4 separate regions of the Mus musculus genome follow, and all the other regions are linked to region 4. Evidence: chromatin contacts called from public HiChIP or PLAC-seq and promoter capture Hi-C data. All regions are on one chromosome and are shown on one strand. Each heading gives the region's core, a stretch centred on a gene start, on an enhancer-like site or on the middle of the called end of the contact. The rest is flanking DNA. Distances are from core to core; before and after follow the strand shown. Region 1 holds the start of Hvcn1 (hydrogen voltage-gated channel 1). Region 2 holds the start of Ccdc63 (coiled-coil domain containing 63). Region 3 holds the start of Tctn1 (tectonic family member 1). Region 4 holds the start of Camkk2 (calcium/calmodulin-dependent protein kinase kinase 2, beta).

What was found. HiChIP or PLAC-seq counts read pairs in DNA pulled down with a chosen protein or histone mark. Capture Hi-C pulls out chosen DNA fragments and counts their contacts.
Region 1: a contact with region 4 is called in an H3K4me3 HiChIP or PLAC-seq map of craniofacial prominence, with 4 times the contacts expected there. The contact joins the promoter of Hvcn1 here to the promoter of Camkk2 in region 4. A contact is called at or near these places in 3 of 115 datasets of contacts at active chromatin or transcription factors (the 230-238 cell line, bone marrow-derived macrophages and craniofacial prominence).
Region 2: a contact with region 4 is called in a promoter capture Hi-C map of liver, with 2.5 times the contacts expected there. The contact joins the promoter of Ccdc63 here to the promoter of Camkk2 in region 4. A contact is called at or near these places in 4 of 39 promoter capture datasets (the C10 cell line, hippocampal neurons, liver and 1 more), 1 of 484 Hi-C or Micro-C datasets (the G1E-ER4 cell line), 4 of 115 datasets of contacts at active chromatin or transcription factors (extraembryonic endoderm stem cells, large pre-B cells, microglia and 1 more) and 1 of 9 other capture datasets (liver).
Region 3: an H3K27ac HiChIP or PLAC-seq map of the NIH/3T3 cell line shows a contact between it and region 4, with 3 times the contacts expected there. The contact joins the promoter of Tctn1 here to the promoter of Camkk2 in region 4. A contact is called at or near these places in 1 of 39 promoter capture datasets (pre-B cells), 1 of 484 Hi-C or Micro-C datasets (olfactory sensory neurons), 6 of 115 datasets of contacts at active chromatin or transcription factors (the NIH/3T3 cell line, bone marrow-derived macrophages, embryonic forebrain and 3 more) and 1 of 9 other capture datasets (liver).

The regions. Positions count from the first base shown.
Region 1 is chr5:122,207,271-122,211,788 of GRCm38.p6, reverse strand. Hvcn1 (hydrogen voltage-gated channel 1) reads right to left here and starts at 2,060. Exons shown (of 8, transcript NM_001042489.2): 1 at 1,868-2,060; 2 at 1,397-1,447.
Region 2 is chr5:122,129,296-122,133,401 of GRCm38.p6, reverse strand. It overlaps Ccdc63 (coiled-coil domain containing 63), which reads left to right and starts at 1,437. Exons shown (of 12, transcript NM_001384199.1): 1 at 1,437-1,481; 2 at 2,997-3,113; 3 at 3,447-3,679. The coding sequence starts at 3,105.
Region 3 is chr5:122,262,048-122,266,580 of GRCm38.p6, reverse strand. Tctn1 (tectonic family member 1) reads left to right here and starts at 2,121. Exons shown (of 14, transcript NM_001039153.3): 1 at 2,121-2,443. The coding sequence starts at 2,212.
Region 4 is chr5:122,777,206-122,781,554 of GRCm38.p6, reverse strand. It overlaps Camkk2 (calcium/calmodulin-dependent protein kinase kinase 2, beta), which reads left to right and starts at 2,145. Exons shown (of 17, transcript NM_001199676.1): 1 at 2,145-2,303.

The DNA of each region.
Region 1 (4,518 bases), core at 811-3,310, 570 kb after region 4:
AGGACAGCCAAGACTACAGAGATAAAACCTATCTCCAAAAACAGAAAGAGAAGGACGAGGAGGAAAGAGGAGGAAGAAGGAGAGAAGGAAGAGGAAGAAGAGAAGAAGAAGGAGGAGGAGGAGAAGAAATAATAATAATAGTTTGGGGAGGTCTAGCAGGGCTCTCAGCTTGTGTGAAATGCTGTAGTGCTCAGGGTCAAGTCATAGCAGGGGGGCTGGAGAGATGGCTCAGAGGTCTAAGAGCACTGACTGCTCTTCCAGAGGTCCTGAGTTCAATTCCCAGCAACCCTACGGTGGCTCACAACCATCTGTAATGGGATCTGATGCCCTGTTCTGCCATGCAGGTATACACAGAGCACTCATATACATAAAATAAATACATCTTTAAAAAATGAAAAGTTATAGCAGGGACATGATGGGGAGGGCCAAAGAGGATGGAGGTCTGGACTTGGGTGTAGTCATGGTGACACAGCATCCAGACTGGAGATCTGTGTAGGCCAGAACTTGTGACTGGCCTAGATGGAGTGGGAGTTGGGAAAGAAGGATGGAGGCATGCGCTACAGGCGGGAAAGCCTGGACAAGAAGTCCGGGCTTCTTCCTTCTTGCAAAACATGGCCACGGGAAGGTTGTGGGCTGCCCAGCAGCTCTGGAATTGGGTAAGACCTAGCCTAGAGATTTTCAAAACCCTGCCTTGACCAGCCTTGCTGCCAGGGGAGTCTTGGAGGCAGAAGTTGCCATCCTCAACCACGGCCTTTCTCAAGAAACCTCAAGCTGCTGGTGGGCAGTCAGGAAACACTGCAAAGCTCAGAGCGTCCCCGCCAACCTGAGATGAAATGCCCAGTAGGCAGAAATGCCTTCAGAGGGGCAAGGTTGAGCAGAGAGGAACGCAGCTCCCAAGGATCCCGTGCTAGGTTTGGGGGTGGGAGTGGGGATTGCTAGGCTTCTCCCCATCACCTCAGCATTCCTGGGAGGTAGGTGCCATTCTGAATGCCATAGGGCAGAGAAGGATACAGAGACACAGAGGCAGTGTCCCACCTCTAAGGCATGTAGAATCAGGTACTCGCAGGCAGTAGGTGCTGGGTAAGTGGTGGGGGCTTCAGAAGAGCAGAAATGCACGCTGTTGCTGTTGCTTCTCGGTCTTACAGTATAACCAGGCCCCAACCCACCCACCCACCATTCTTGTTCCTTGGCACTCCTGAACCCAACAGATAGGGCTTCGAATCATTTCAAGAAGGCTCCACTAAATTGGGTTTCTTCTTGCTAGGGTGCACCAGTGTGCTGACTCCTTGGGGGTCTGCTCTTGTGGTGCTAGCTGTATCTCCTTCCCTCCTGCTGTCTCCCTGGGGTGGCTGTAGGGCTCTGGGATGGAAAACAGGGCTTAGGGCTTCACACTCACCTGCTGGTAGTTTGCAGCACTCCTTTGCAGTGGCTGGCTGGCTCTCTCCACCTGTGTGAGGGGGACAGGGTTACTTCTCCACAAGTCACAAGATGCTGGGTGTGGCAGAGTCATGGCTGTGGATCCAGGTTAACACCCACCAGGAGAGGATGCGCCTGTCAATGCTCAATTCCCCGGGGAGGAGAGCGGGGTGGGCAGTCACAGTTCAAGAAGCAGCCAGGGCCTTGGTCACCCCACGGTGCCCCCTGGCCTAGTCCTCCACTCCCCGCCAGCCAAAATGGACAAAAGAGCAGCAGGGAATCACGAGGATGGAGGGTGGCCAGGGCTTCCTTCCTCCCTCCCGGGCCCCGCGGCTGGCGGGTGTGCAGAGCAGGGAGAAGATCGCAGCTGCCCTCAGCTCGAGATACAACTAAGGTTGGAAGGAAGAGGGGGGCGCCCTGACCTCCCCACCCCAAGCCTCATCCTCGTTACCTGGCAGCAGTCTGCTTAGCTCTGTTCTCATCCCAGGGTAGAGACTCAGGCACACCCCAGCTCTGAAGAGCCCAGGGGGAGGGCCCTTGCCTTTGGGGGTGTGGTGTGGCGGGAGTTTCCAGAGCTGCTCGAACTTATTGCTGCTGCAAACTCAAAGGCCTACGGAGGCACTAGTGTGCTGAGAGGCACTAACTTGAAGCGGCTATCAAATGACAAAGACCCCGGGAGTATGCACAGGGCTGGAACTCTCTTCCGGCTAATCCCACCCCACCCCCACTCAAACGCCTCATCCAAGGACCTCCTCCTCCCTCTCTCTTCCAAAGCTCCTGTGTTTACTGGAGGAGATGAACTCCCTAGCTGAATTCAGGGGGCCAACTGATGCAAGAGCAGGTTAAAGAGAAACTTTTTACCTGCTAATGGAGACAGTCCCAAGAAAGTAAGGGCAAAAGAAATGTATCATAAGCTGGTGGGGGAATGACTGAACCCACTCTCTCTGGGCTGGGAAGGAAAATTCAGGAGAGTCACTAAGAGACAGTGTGTGTGTGTGTGTGTGTGTGTGTGTGTGTGTGTGTGTGGAGGGGAAGGAGTGGGCTTCCTAGCACACCTATTCAGACCCACTGCAGCCCAAAAGCCCCGGGTCCGTGTAATGGAACCCAAACTTTAGCTTCTTCAGAACCCCAGCCCTTCATGGCTGCTGTGTGTGAAACTCTAAAAGCCAGTTTCCTTAGAGTTCAGTGACTTCAGCTTCAATTCTGGCCTAATTCAGCCGGTTATCCGCAACACTTGTTTCCTTGTAACCACCTGCAGGTGTGGGCTAGCCTCCCTTCCAGATGCTTAGTGCACAGCCCCCTTCGAGCTTAAGGCTGCATCTCCACGGGTGCTGCAATACTGTGTGGCACTGCACAGGAACATTATCTGCCTCCCATTGGTCTCTGATCCACTGGCTTCTACCAGCTCCCCTGTCCTCCATGCTGGTGGCAAGCTAGGTTGGATGGTGGCAGGACTCCTCAGAAATGTTGTGATATAACAGCCTCCTGAAAGTTCCTAAGGTATGGCCTGCTCCATCCTGAACTTCAGCCTTCTTGTGTTTCATCCAAAACTTATCTCTCAGGGCTGGAGAGATGCCTCAACGATTTGAGCACTTGTTGCTCTGCCCGAAGAGCCAAGTTTGGTTCCCAGCACCCACATGGTGGCTGACAACCAGGCATCTGATGGCCTCTTCTGGCCTCCACAGACAGTTGCATGCATGCAGTGCACAGGCACACGGAAAAAAATCAAAACTCTCCTACTTCGGGGTCAGCTAGACAGGGTGAGACAGTTCCTCCTCATGTCTGTAGGGTGAGGAAGGCCAGGGAGAAGGAACAGGAGTCCCTCCATCTAATGAACCACCTCAAAGCTGTGGGCTGACATCAGCAATACATCCTGCCATGAGTTACAAACAGTATAAGACAAGATATGGCTTCAGCTACCAAGACCCAAGCTCTGGACTCTCTGGCTGACTCCCTGTTGTGTGTACCTGTCCCTTTTAGCTTTCAACTTGACACAGCCTAGAATCACTTGGGAAGAGGGTCTCAATGAAGGACCGGCTACATTGGGTTGACCTGTGGGGATTGTCTTAAGACCCAGCTCACTGTGGGCGGCATCATTCCCTAGGCAGGCCTCCTGCAGCTATGTGAGAGAGGAAAAAGTTAGCTAAGCGATGAAACAAACAGGACTCATGAGTTATTCTCTCTCTGCTCCTGACTGTGGACATGAGGCTGCCTTGGTGTCCTCATTATAACAATGGACTGTGACTAGAACTGTGAGCTTTTTGTCAGGGTATTTGTGACTGAAACAAAGATGAACCTAGGACACCATATAAATTAGTGACTGAGTGTTGAAAGCCTGTGACCACTGCTGCTTTAAACACTGTATAAGATCCTGGCTGAATCAGTAAGGCGAGAAACAAGGAAGTTTGAAGATTGCAAAGCTATCGTCTGAAGTCATTGTGAATCCAGACCTGGGGAATCCCACAGAGACAGCGGACAGAGCGACTTCTGTCCCCATAGAACTCCCACTCTGGTTGGGTGGAGGGGTGAGGCCACTGATTGGTAAGACAGAACAGCCCAAAGAACAAATAATTTCAGGACCGCATTTCAAGGTAACCTTGTATACACTGAGAGAAAAACATTGCTCTGAAAAGAAGCCCCAGTTTGCAGAGACGCTTCAGAGTTGTGTGGTTGGATATTTGCTGGTTTGTTCTCAAGCATGAGGAAGTCCCTTTCCCCCCTCAACCCACCCCCACCACGTCCTTCACATTTCTGTTGTGTGAGGATCCATCACTGTCCAGGTATGGTGGTCCTGCCCTCCTGATGCTCACAGAACAGATCAAGTAAGATCTAAGCCCAGGGCCTGGAGGCTATTTCTGCTTGAGCTTTCTTCCCTCCTCCACCAGCAGGGAGAGAAGGCCACCTTCAAAGGCTCTGGTGTCTCCAGTATCTCGTGGTTGCAGCCGACCACTTCCCTTCCCAGAGCACCCAGGAGTGCGTGAGAAGAGGGAAAGGAAGCAAGAAGGGGGTGAGGTTTCAGCCAGGGATGGGTTTGGAGTTCCCAGAGTCACATCAGTTACCTGGACCTACCTCCATGTGATTCACTACCATCTGTGACAGCCC
Region 2 (4,106 bases), core at 188-2,687, 650 kb after region 4:
ACTCAGAAATCCACCTGCCTCTGCCTCCCAAGTGTTGGGACTAAAGGCATGCGCCACCACTGCCCGGCCTAACCCATGTTCTTTATCACTAAGCACACTGCTAGATAAGGGTCTTGTAGGATGTAGACAGTTGCTTGGGTTTGAATGACTCGTAATTAACAGACTCGGGAAGTTCTGAGACGACTCTACCGTGGGTCAGAACTGTGACTCAGAGTCCACTCTTTTGGCTTCTAATAAAAGTCCTGAAGTTGCAGCTCCAGGTTTTCCCAGGGGCCGATGACCGGGGAGGGGTGCCCTATACTTACCCTATACCCGCAGTCACTATCTGAGGAGCTAGCCAACATTGTAGACCATCAGCCACTGGTCTCCCTTAGGCTTGCAACAGGGCTGCCAGCAACCAACAGAGGCAGCATATCTCCTATTTCCTTTTCAGCGACAGCAAAGCACCTTCCTCTTCTCTAACCTTGGGCTGTGGGAAGCTCCTCTGGTGCCTTTGAGACCACGACCAGTAATTATAAGCCCACCCCTGTGGCAGACTCCAGGAAATAATGCACCCCACCCCCGCTGTTGCCCCCAGACATGGTTTCTCTGTGTAGCTCTGGGTGTCCTGGAACTCAACTCTGTAGACCAGGCTGGCCTTGAACTCAGAGATCTGCCTGTCTCCGCTTTCCGAGTGCTGGGATTAAAGGCATCGATAGATCCACTGCCTGGCACCAGTTAGTCTCTTAACGTTCCTAGTCCAAGCATTGACTGGGAAGGATGGGCTGATTTGGGTATCTGACCGCCGTGGAGACTGTCTTGCTGTGTGTGCTGGTTCCATTTGTTTACCGCTGGCAGCTTTGTTTGCTCTAGGCTACACTGGGGGCGCACGCGAGGGGCCGTGGCGGGGGTGGGGGGGTGGGGGTGGGGTGGGGCTCGTTCTTCTTGGCAAGAGGGCCGAGTTCTGCACCCAGGAAGAACCGCGATGGGAAACCTTCGCCAGAGAGGCATGTTTCTAACCACTGCCCACCCAGTGGCAGACAGTGGAGAGCAGCCGAAACAGCAGGACCCGAGGGCAACTTCCAGATGGTGAAGGGCGGACCGGGGTAAAGTCATTGCCTAACCTGCCCCAGGTTTAATCTCCAAACTCTGAAAACAAGTCGTTTTAGGTCACTGTGTAACAGAAAGGAGGTATTTAATGGTGAAGCGAGAGGAAAGAGAGTAGTAACCCAGGGAGGGAGGGAATGGAAGCTGGCTTGGTGGCCAAGGTGGCCAAGGTGTTTGACACAGGGCAGCTGAGGGTAGCCCAGGAATGCGTTGCCCTGTCCCCTCTGGTAAAATGCGGGTTCTCCGTGGGTCCGGTTGTCTCGGCTGTCCTTAGAGAACGCGAGTCGCCGCTGTCACAAAGGCGCGGGTTCCAGGGCGGAGAACGCGGGGTGCGGAGCTGGCTGCCACTTAGACACACGAGCCGCCACTACCGGGAGCCGCGGGAGCCGTGGGTGGTAAGTTAGGGTACACACAGCGCCCCCTGCCGGGGATGAGCAGAGGTGAGGCAGGAACCAGCCACTGCCACCATAAACGCTCCCCAAACTCAAAGAGCTATATGTGCTCTCAAGCGACTGTGTATTTATTTATTACGTATCCATTCACTTACAGCACAGACTGACCTTGAAGTAAAGCTACAGCCAAAGATCTTGACCTCATGATCTTCCTGTTTCCACCTCCCGCGTCACTCAGGCCAGCACCACCACGCCCACCTTTTGTTTTCTTTTTAAAACAAATTGATCACGTCGTGAGGGTGGCTGAACCACAGCTCAGTTCCCCACAACACTAAGCACACAGTAGGCGCTTGTTTGTATGCCAAATCGACTTAGACATTCACACTGCCACAACTCTCATGATTTATAAGTCCCCAGAAATTTCATTTCAAATTGTCTCATGAAAAGTTCTTCCTGTCTGGTGTGATAGGACGCGATCCAGTGACATCTTCTGGTCTGGCTAAGCCTTGAGGTTTTGGTGTTTATGGTTTCTCTCCCCATGCTAGTATGATTCATAGAGCCCCATGGAACTGGCTGACCTAGATTCCCCAGGTTAAAATTCAGTTACTAAATTCTCTCCAGTGTACAACAGGAATTACTGGTCCACGGAAGTGGGAGGGGATTATGCAGATTAGGGGAGGGCGTGGCCCTCCCCACTGTCTAGATGGGGAACTGAGGCTCCAGAGAGCAGCACAGATGTACCTGAGGTCCGTTAGAGGCTGGGCAAGAATGTGAATGGAGAACCTGGAATTCCACATAGGACCTCGCAGTTTCTGGGACACAGTGGGCCTAACAACCCTTTGGGGCTTGTCTGCTAATGTCCCCACTCCTAAGTGCCTCTGGGCAGGTAGCATTCAAGTTCTGATATGATAAAATGTTCCTCTGGGTTGCTGGTTGCTGGTTCCTGATCCTAGAAGTGGGGTATGGGTGGGGTAATCACAGCGTAGGCAGGGTTTCAACTCTGTTGTGTGTGTGGGTGTGGGATAGGTATGTATCAGTGGGTAGTGCTGGCCTAGCCTGCATGAAGTACCGGATATGGTAGCACATGCCTCTAATCCCAGCACTTTGGAGGTGGAGGCAGGAGGATCAGGAGATCAAGGCCAGCCTTGGCAGCATACTGAGTTTGAGGCCAGCCTCGACTACAGGAGACTCTGTCCCAAAGTCAAAAAAACCAAAACAGCTCCATCAGGTTGATCATCAGAGGCCTCTGTGCCCCTTTCCTTTAGAGATGTGAGGAGAAGGGTAAGTGACAGGCTGGAGCCATCTGCCCAGGTCCTAATAATAAACTGGGGAGCGGAAGAAGTTCCGGTGCGATCGGATCTTGGGGGGAGGGGCTCTTGTTACACCCGGCGCCATCTGCTGTGTCCCCTTGTATGCCAAGCTGTGGGTGGAAGGGGACTATGGGAGGGAGGAGAGGCGCATGGGTCCTCACTGCCAGCAGGGTGGCCCACTTCCTTTTTCCTCTCTCATTCTGGGCAGGACATTGCAGACAGAGGAGACAAAGAGAGACGGAGAAAGAGGTGGGCTTGCTGGCTTTGACCTCCAGGACCCAGTGTCTAAGCAGAAGGGAAGCTCAGATCCATCTCAATGCCAGTGGTAGGTGACAACAGCTTGTCACTCAATGTCCCTTCACCTACCCATCATCCCTACCCCACCATCCTAACTTTATAGATGGGAGGCCAGAGATAGTGACTTTCTCAAAGTCTCCCAGTGGTGTAGGACTTAAACTTAGGAACCTCATGACTTCTCAACCCAGTAAGACACTACTCCATCGAGTTTGACTTGTCACCTGGCAGCCCAGGGTGGGTCTACCCTACGACAGACAGGCACATGCCATCACCCCAGGGTGGGCTTCCCTTTGTCCTGGGAACCCCACCTGGAGACTTCTCTGGTCACCTGGGCCTCCTCTTTCTCTATCTTGCCCTGAAGAAAAAATACAGATGGACTACCACTGTAGGTCGTGTGGGCATCCTCTTTCTCTGTCTTGCCCAGATGAAGAAAGTCAGGAGGAAGGGCTCTTCAGGCCTTTCGGAACTTTCCGAGAAGGCCAGGGAGCAGCTCGCCCAGGCAGAGCTACGGAAACTGAGGCAGCAGTTCCGCAAGATGGTAGACAGCCGCAAGTCCTTCAACTTCCGCCACCAGCGTATGATCGCCGGCCAATAGTAAGAGGGGTGTCCTGGTGTGGGTCTCTAGGGTACTGCTCGGGCTGGGGGAGTACACTGAACCCACCTGGGGACCAGAGGCCTTTGATCCTATGCTCTAGAGCTTCACGGGAAGATATCCAGTGAGCAGGATCCAGGAGTCTAGGAGACCCCGGAGTGGGGGCGGGGGTGGGGGCGGGTGGCCCTCAACCAAGCCCCGTTTTTCTCTCAGATGCCCCTTGTCTAGTCCAATAAGCTGTAGCAGTGACGGGGCGGGGCCGAAGGATCCCAGAGGGGCAGGGAATGTTCTGGTGCTGCTGCAGCAGCCTTTTGCAATTGGGGGAACCTGTCTGTAAGCCTCTTTCTGCATGAGCAGAAGCCAGCCTCCATCGAAGAGGACCTCGCTGTCGGGATGTTTGGAGTTCAAAGAAGGGCGGGTGCGAAGGGA
Region 3 (4,533 bases), core at 872-3,371, 510 kb after region 4:
AGGAGACACCCTGACTTGAAACAAACAAACAAACAAACAAACAAACAAATTTACCTGACAAGGAGACACCACCGCAAGCCTGTCAAGTTAGCCACAAACAAAAATGGAAGTGGAGTTGATCATGCCTAACCTCCCAGTGTTTCAAGAGCATCCAAAACTGGAGTTGTCAGACTCTATTGGTGGGGAAAGAACACTGGGGAGTGGCTCTGGAGAAAGGTTGGGCGGTTTCTTATAAACTTACACACAAGACCATAGAATGTACTTCTAGGAAGGGTATCCAAGAGAAATGCAAATACAGGTCTACTTAAAGTCTAGTATACCTGTTAGAACGGCTTTCATTAAAAACCACTGAGGGGCTGGCGAGATGGCTCAGCCAGTAGGAGCACTGACTGCTCTTCCAAAAGTCCTGTGTTCAAATCCCACCAACCACATGGTGGCTCACAACCACCCATAATGAGATCTGATGCCCTCTACTGGAGCATCTGAAGACAGCTACAGTGTACTTACATATAATAATAAATCAATCTTTAAAAACCACTGAAAACTAAAACCAAACCAAATTCTACACCCAGTAAACTTGTTACTTGTTGCCAACAAAAATGTTGACTGGGAAGAAACTCCAGCATAGGTGACTACTATATTGCTTATATTCATATATTCAGTTTTGAATAATGGAAGCGTCACATTTAGATGTGTGCTTTTATTTGGGTGCACACACTCATGCAGGTGCCCCCAGGGACCAGAGGACCGGTTTATATCCTTTAGAGCTGGAGTAACACAGGTGAGAAGCCACCATGCTGGTGCTGAGAACTAAACCCTGGTCTTCTCCAAGCAGCAAGGGCTCCTAATGGCTGAGTCATCTCTCTAGCCCCTAGATGGACTCAGTGAATTATGATGGAAAGAAAGAAAGAAAGAAACTAACAAATGAGTCCCCACTGTCCCCTAAGGCTTTCGAAATGTATGAGCAGATAACAGTCTACACCTTGAAGTCAAATGTCAGAAAATTACATTGAGGCTTGAGACTGGATAAAAGGATTTTGAGAACTTTTCACAGAATGATTTGAAGCACAGGGCTGTAAGACTTAAGGAAGGGCTGGAGAGATGGCTCAGCGGTTAAGAGCTTGGGCTGCTCTTCCAGAGGTCCTGAGTTCAATTCCCAGCAACCACTTGGTGGCTCATGTCATGTCTATGACTGTCTCATGGGATCTGATGCCCTCTGCTGGTGTACATACATACAGACACAACACCATATACAAAAAACAAAACAAAACAAAACATAACTAACCCTTAAAAAATACCTGAGAGACAGAGGCAGGTGGTTCTCCGAGTTCGAGGCCAGACTGGTCCACAGAGTGCATTCTGGGACAGTCAGGTCTACAGAGAGAAACCCTGTCTCAAATTCCTCCCCCATCCTCCCCCTACCAGTAAACACACACACACACACACACACACACACACACACACACACACACACACGATGAGAAGAACATTCCAAATGATATAATCATAAAGGCAGATATGGAGGTTGGATGCGGTGGTGCATGCCTGGCATGAGGCACTGACATAGGGCTGCCTTGGGTTCGAGATTAGTCAGGCACAGAGAGATCCCGTCTAAAAGAACCAAAAAGTTAAGAATTCTTTTGTTTCTCTTATCATAAATAAATCCGTGGACAGAAGTGCTCTGGCGACCTCCTGCGATGTATCCAAAGGCAAAGAAAGTAAAGAAAGTGTTACATGGGGTAAGAAATTCAATGTAACTTAAAGGAACCAAGTCACTTCTAAACATGCGCTGCGGGTCTTTTATTAGAAATACTCTCTTCTAGGCTCTGCCCTAGTCTTGACTGACTCCGAATTCTGTGAGGCTATAGCTGGGAATCTACATTTTTAAAAAAAAAAAAAAAAACAACCACGCAGCACCCAAAGTGTCACAACAGAAGTTTACATCTTCCGATTTTCTGAGGGCTCCTTAGAAAGAGCTGTCTCATACCCCGCCCCCACCGGCCCCGCCCCTCCTCTCCGATTCCGCCCAGGCCCCGCCTATAGCCTCGCCCAGCTCCCGCCCCATTCGCGGGTCTGACTTCAGGCCCCACCTTCTTCCGCAGACCAGTTTGGCCTCGCGAGCCCTTTCCCGTGATACCTAGCGCTAGGCTGTGACTGTTGCCCGGGCAACAGACGGGCCTAGCTCCCCGGCGCGGGCTACTCTGCTAGGCCATGGGGTCGCGGGGTCTCCCGCCGCTCCTGCTGGTGCTCCTAAACTGCTACACCTCTTCGAGCACCCAGGTCATTGCCATCCCGGCTGCGGCCACCCCAGCAGTGACGAAGGAGGATCTCAATTCCACCAAGGCCACCCCCACCACTCTGCAGCCCTCCCTGTCGCCTAGGACCCCGGGAACTCCCAGGGCACCGGAGCGCTCTGGCCCCAGGCCTACCCCGGTCACGGACGGTGGGTACAAAGGGGTGACCCCCCTGGAGCGGGTACACCAGCTCAAAGTTACCCCCTTCTCAGCCTCCCTGTCGTTACCCTCAGGGGGAGATCGGATCTCTGGCACACAAATGCGGAGGGCGGGGCTCAGTTACTCCCTTTTCCGCATCATTGCAGACGGCTGCAGTGGGGTACTAGATAGAAACCTACAGAATGAGTTGAAGGCAGTACTGGTAGAAGAAAGAGTGCTAAGTGGATCTTCGTCCTCTCCACGCAGACACACGGACATGGGCATCCCAGTTGTGTCTAGATTACTGAGAGCCCAGCAGATATTTTCAGGGTGATTAAGTGCGTTTTAGACATTTTTTACCAGCTAAATGGAGTTATTAAACACACCTGTTTCATCCGTATCTACTTACCGCTCGGAATTTGAAGCTTTGGCAACAATTCGTGGTTGTAAATTTAAACACATGAGGTAGTGGACTTAATTGCTCTCTCCCTTTTACCCATCCCAGTGAAGGGAGTATGGCGTTCTTTTAGTGAGTACGCGCAGTTGTCCATGGCTAGAGAGGACCTAGTCAAGGAGGAGCTAATTTGTCTTTCGGACTAAGAAAGCATTTTTCATTTATCAATAAAACTCCCCTTTCCCTTCGTGCCTTTCCAGAGCGTTATACCACTTTCGGGGGGAATTTTTTCTAAATCTTAAAAAAGTATTTTAAATTGTGTGTGCATATTTGTATATGTTTGTGAGGATGGGGTGGATATATATTGGCGCCCTTGGAGAACCGAAGTGGGGAGCTGGAGTTTGTTTGAGAGCTGGCTGACTTGGGTCCTGGGAACAGAAGTTAGGTCCTGTATACAAGCAGTATGTGCTTTTAACTCCTGAGCCATCTCCCCAGCCTGTTCTAGAACCATTCCAGTCTCCTGCCTTCGCCTTCTTTCCTAACTTTGTTCCTGACAGGTTTGCTAAGTGACCCAGACTGGCCTGTAACCTGACATCTTCCTGACTCTGCCTCCCAGTTGCTGAGATTCCCAGGTGTGGGCCTCCCAGCCTGCCTCCCATCTCTAGAGCTTGTTTTTTTGTTTTGGTTTTTTTTTTTTTGTAAATTTTGAAACCATTCATTCATACAAATAAGAATGCTATGACATCCCGTCAGCATTTGGCTAAAATTCTTTGTTTGAAGCCTGAGATTATTGCCCCTCTTCCCCAAAAGGAAACCAAACATTACAGTTAAGATGCAGCCCAGGGGGCTGGAGAGATGGCTCAGTGGTTAAGAACACTGACTGCGCTTCCAGAGGTCCTGAGTTCAAATCCCAGCATCTACATGGGTGGCTCATAGCCATCTGTAATGAGATCTGGTGCCCTCTTCTGGTGTGTCTGAAGACAGCTACAGTGTAACTCATATAAATAAATAAATTAAAAAAAAATCAAGCCAGGTTGTGCAGGTGGTACACTCTTTAATCCTGGGGAGGGGTGGGGGAATCTCTGAGTGTGAGGCCAGCCTGATCTACAAAGTGAGTTCCAGTCAGGGCTACACAGAGAATTCCTGTCTCAAAGAAAAACAACAAGAAACAAACAAACAAACAGATTCAGTGACACCTTAGCTGGGGAAAGGCAGGAACCATGGTGGAAGGCACCTGTGACCCAAAGTAGCCTCTGCTTCAGGAAGCAAAGAGCAAACAACCAAAATTGCCAAAGCCCTGGATGCATTATTTCCTCTCTCCTCACAGTAGTCTGTGCCATGAATTCAGTTTGTTATCTTTGTGCTATATATTGTTTCTTGTTGTTGTATGTTGTGGTTTTTTTTGAGATTATCTTATCTATCTGTATGCCATATACGTGCCCCGTACCTTCAGAGGCCAGAAGAGGGCATGAGATCCCCTGGAGCCAGAGTTAGAGATGGTTGTGAGCGGTCCTGTGGGTTGTGGACACCGAAGTTAGATCCTCTGCAGGAGCAGCCAGTGCTCTATCGCGATCACCCCGCCTCTTTAGCCCTCTGTTGTTTCTTTGAGAGGGTTTTCTCCATTGACAGAGATAGAATGAGCAGGGTAGTAAAGACAGTAGTAAACTGAGCCAGTCTATCGCGTGCTCAGTACTCTGCGAGGAAGCT
Region 4 (4,349 bases), core at 896-3,395:
AACCATTTATAGAGGAAATAAAACAGCTATGTCATCTTCCTATACTCCCTGTCCCATTCTCTGCCCTCAATTCCTTCCTTTACTCATCTATCATTATTGTTTTGTCTTTTTGGAAGCAGGGTCTATATAGACCTGGAACTTCCTACCACCTTGAACTCATGGAGATCCTCCTGCCCCATGCCTCCCAAATACTGGGGTTAAAAGTGCCCGACCCACCTTCCTTTATTTTTATTCCATGTGTATGGGTGTTTTTCCTCAATGCATGTCTGCGAACCACATGCATGCTCTGCCTGAGAAGGCCAGAAGAGGGCGTCAGATCCCCTGGAACTGGGGTTCCAGAGGTTGTGACCCATCATGTGGATACTGGGAATCGAACCTAGATCCTTTGCAAGAGCAGCTGGTGGGTGCTCTTAACTACGGAGCCATCTCTCCAGCCCGCTTCCTTTTTTGGGGGGGAGGGGTTCAAGACAGGGTTTCTCTGTATGGCCCTGGCTGTCCTGGAACTCACTCTAGACCAGGCTGGCCTCGAACTCAGAAATCCGCCTGCCTCTGCCTCCCGAGTGCTGGGATTAAAGGCGTGCGCCACCACGCCAGGCTATCCAGCCGGTTTCCTTACCGTTACCTCCTACCTGGTAGGCAAGTCCTCTACCTCTGAGCTACCCCTCTAGCTGCCTACTTCCGTCTTGATGTCAGACCATCATGCATCTAACATGAACCGATTCTCTTTGACGTTCGCACAAGCTTGTGTCCATAAGCATACACCGTGTGGAGGTCATAGAACATGTCCCTCTTGAAATCAGAGCATCTGTGCTTGCCTCTGCACCCGTCCCTTACTGGAGAGAGGCTATTATCCACCCTCTAGGGAAGAAATGGGGAGAGTCATTAGACCCTCACCTGAGATTACAGTTGCTCCCGCCTCTCCTCCTGTGCAGACCTCCAACAGCACCTGGCCCCGGGAGATGCTAGAGAATATAAAGGGGTGGGTAAACGAAGGAGACACTCCTTCTGGCAGGTCACTGTCCATGCTGGAGATGAGTAAGCCCAATAAACCCATTGGTTCACCAAGCTGGGCTTGGATGTTTTTGATCTGTTGTCGGCGCCCTATTTTGGGTGAATAGGCATTTGTTCATGTCTCCTCAGGAAGTCAGTCAAGAGTGGGGCTTAAAAAGACACGCAAACTGTGCATGATACTGTCTCCTGCAGCTTGCTGTCTTACGCTACATGTTTTTGTTTTCCTTTTCCTGTGGGGGTACAAATAGATCTAACAGTCCTTTTAACTATTGTGTACTATTCCACTTCGTCTCGCTCCAGTTGCTACTACTAACAAATAAATGGAAGAGCGCTTAGCAGTATCAGAGGTGGTCATCTCATTAGAACGCTCATTGAGTTTATTTGTCCGGTCCTGGGGACTGTTTGTGAGTGCCCAGCCTAGAAATATGGCAATAATTTATTGAGGGCTGAAAATCGACCCAGTTGACAAAGAGCTTTGAATTCTTAGTGAATTTGACATCTCAACCCTTTGGCTGCCGGCAGAAACATGCATGCAGACAGCCACTGGTGAACATCCGAGTCTGAGTTCACCGGCCCCCCACATCCAAGGCCACCGGGTGAGCGAGCCCTTGAAATACCCTTTTTTTTCTCCGTTGTTACCCAACTGGGAGACTAAATATTTTAAGGCTCCAGCAAAGTAAACCGTCAAAAAGGGGAAGAATGTTTGGTCAGTCTTGTGGAGAGACCTAGAACTTCGCTGGGCTGTTCAGAGTGAGTGATGCATTTTAGGGCGAGCCTGCAGCAGTGGTCAGAGGGGTGGTGGCTGCGGAAGGGTTTCCCCATAATGGGCGTTGCCCCGAAATCCAGGGAGGGAACCGCCAGACGGCTCCTGGGTTTTCCCCCGTCGCCTTTGGGGGAACTTCTCCACGCTCAGGGACAAAGCGGCGTGGAGCATCTCGCAGGAACCGAGACCCACTCCCAAACTTGCGGCCTGTTCGCCCCTGCGCGAGTCGGGCCTCGCTTCCTGTCGCCTCCTTCCCCCCACCCCCCCTCCCGCCTCCACCTCCGCCCCGCCGCTACTTAAGTCTCCGCGGGACCCGGCGCGCGCGGCCGAGGCTGCGGCGGGCACGCGCGCTCCACGCCGGGTCCTTGGCCAATCAGCAAGGAGCCCGAGGCGCCGCCGCGCCGCGCGCGAGCCGAAGCCCGGGCGGCTCCTCCCGTGGAGAGCCGAACCGGACCGAGCCGAGCCGAGCCAAGCCGAGCCAAGCCGAGCCGGGGGCGCAGAGCGCGGGAGGCGGCGGCGCGGAGCCCAGGTGAGCTGGCCCGAGGCGGGCCGGGCTGAGTCGGGGGTGGGTGGGGGAGGGACGCAACCTCCCCGTGGGTCTTTGGGTCCCGGACGCGCGCGGGAGCCGGCAGACACAGCCCAGAGGCGGGCCCCGAGGGGACCCCACGTGCGCCGCCCCGCGCCCCGCCACGTGGAGGGCTGCGCCCCCTTTCCCCCTGGCCTCCGGAGCCGGGCGGCGCTTGGGGTCCGGCGGCAGGAGCCGGCCAGGAGTTCCGCACCAAGGTCCGCCGGCCAGGGCGGTCCCGGATCCCAGCGATGGCCTAGGCCACCCCTGGCGCTTGACAGGTGCGGAACCTGAGCGCGCGGGAGCGTCCCACCTCCGCAGGCTGCCAGGCACGGGGAGGACCCTGGTCCTAGGGGCTTGGACCCGAGTCTGCCCTCTGATCACCCCGACCTCACAGGCCGACTTGATCCTTTTGACCTAAATTTACCTCTGGGCTGCAGCGCGCGATGCATAAAGAGTGCCTGCCGGCTCCCTCTGGCACAGCCCTGGGGTGGTGGTGCCCCGCTATCACCGGGGCTATGCCAGGGTTCTCCCCACCCCCTGAATGCCCAGTTTGGGAAACGGGGTGTTTTCACAGCTCTGTCAGCCTCCTCCCCGGCTGCTCTCACTTGGAGATGAAGAGGTGGCACTTTGCAGGGGGATGGAGCAGGGGGTGGAGGACATCTCAGGTGCCATGGGCAAACAGCCTCCTGATCTGGGGGTGGGTGGGTCATGCTCCGCATTCATTACCCTAGATGCAACTTTTACCTTCCTCAACCTCCTCTGTGATGTTCCCCCAGTCCTGGAGTAGAAACTTCAGGTGCCCTGGGGCATTAATGATGTCTTTTACTCCTCCTCCTGACTCTGCCCCCACAGGACCTAGAGGAGGATTGCTCTGCCTCCCCACAGCTCCTTTGTTCTTTGGAAGTGGCAGGGGCTGCCGCTGTTCCCAAACCCACAGAAACTGCGGTTTCAGAATAGATCGTGCTATCAGTGTACAGAAGCAGCTTCAGTTTGCCCGATCCCCCTCCTTGTACACTCTACTGCTGTACACTTCATCAAAAATGTCATATGCCGGGCCATGGTGGCATACACTTTTAATCCCAGCACTCGGGAGGCAGAGGCAGGTGCATTTCTGAGTTCGAGGCCACCCTGGTCTACAAAGTGAGTTCCAGGACAGCCAGGGCTACACAGAGAAAGCCTGTCTCGAAAAACCACAAAACAAAACAAAACACAAAAACAAAAGAAAACCCCGTCATATGATGAGCCCCTACCTTGGATAACCGTAATTACATTTTTCATTTATGCCAGGAATAGAACCCAGTGCCAGCAGCAGGCTAAGCCCACCTTTAACTAGTGAGCTTACACTCCCACCCCCTCATTAACATTCATTGAGTTCTTGATGTGTGGCAAATAACTTTATCTTGCCTGGGTCATCTCATTTGATGCTAACCCAAATCCTTTGTGGTGGGGAGTTTTTGGTCACCGTAGTTGAGAATAGGAGATTAAAGTGCCTAGTATTGAATGGCTCAGAGAGGTTAGTTAACTTAGCCAGGATCACACAGACATTGCCAGGCTTCCCTTGCCTTTCTGGGGGTAGGTAGCCCAGGCCTGTTTGCTAGGCTGTGTAGGAGGACACAGACAGAGGTGCTGCTGTCCCAGCAGGACTCAGGCTTGGCTTTCCCTGCAGTTGCTGGTGGGCTAATAACTATGCAGTATTTCTTAGAGGACGGTCCCACCCCTCCTGGTGAGCATTTGGAAACACGTGGGAGGTGACTTTTGGCTTGTCAAAATGAGACTAAGCACTCTTGGTGTTTAGTGGGCAGGAGCTAGGGAATGCCAAATGTCCTATAAGAATGTCCCTACCTCAAATGCCAGGAGGGAGATGCTGAGAAATGCTGTGAGCCTCAAGTGCTGGGAGAGAGGGAGAGAGGGAGAGAGGGAGAGAGGGAGAGAGAGAGAGAGAGAGAGAGAGAGAGAGAGAGAGAGAGAGAGCACGCCATGGGGTGCTATTTCTGGAGAAATCTGTTC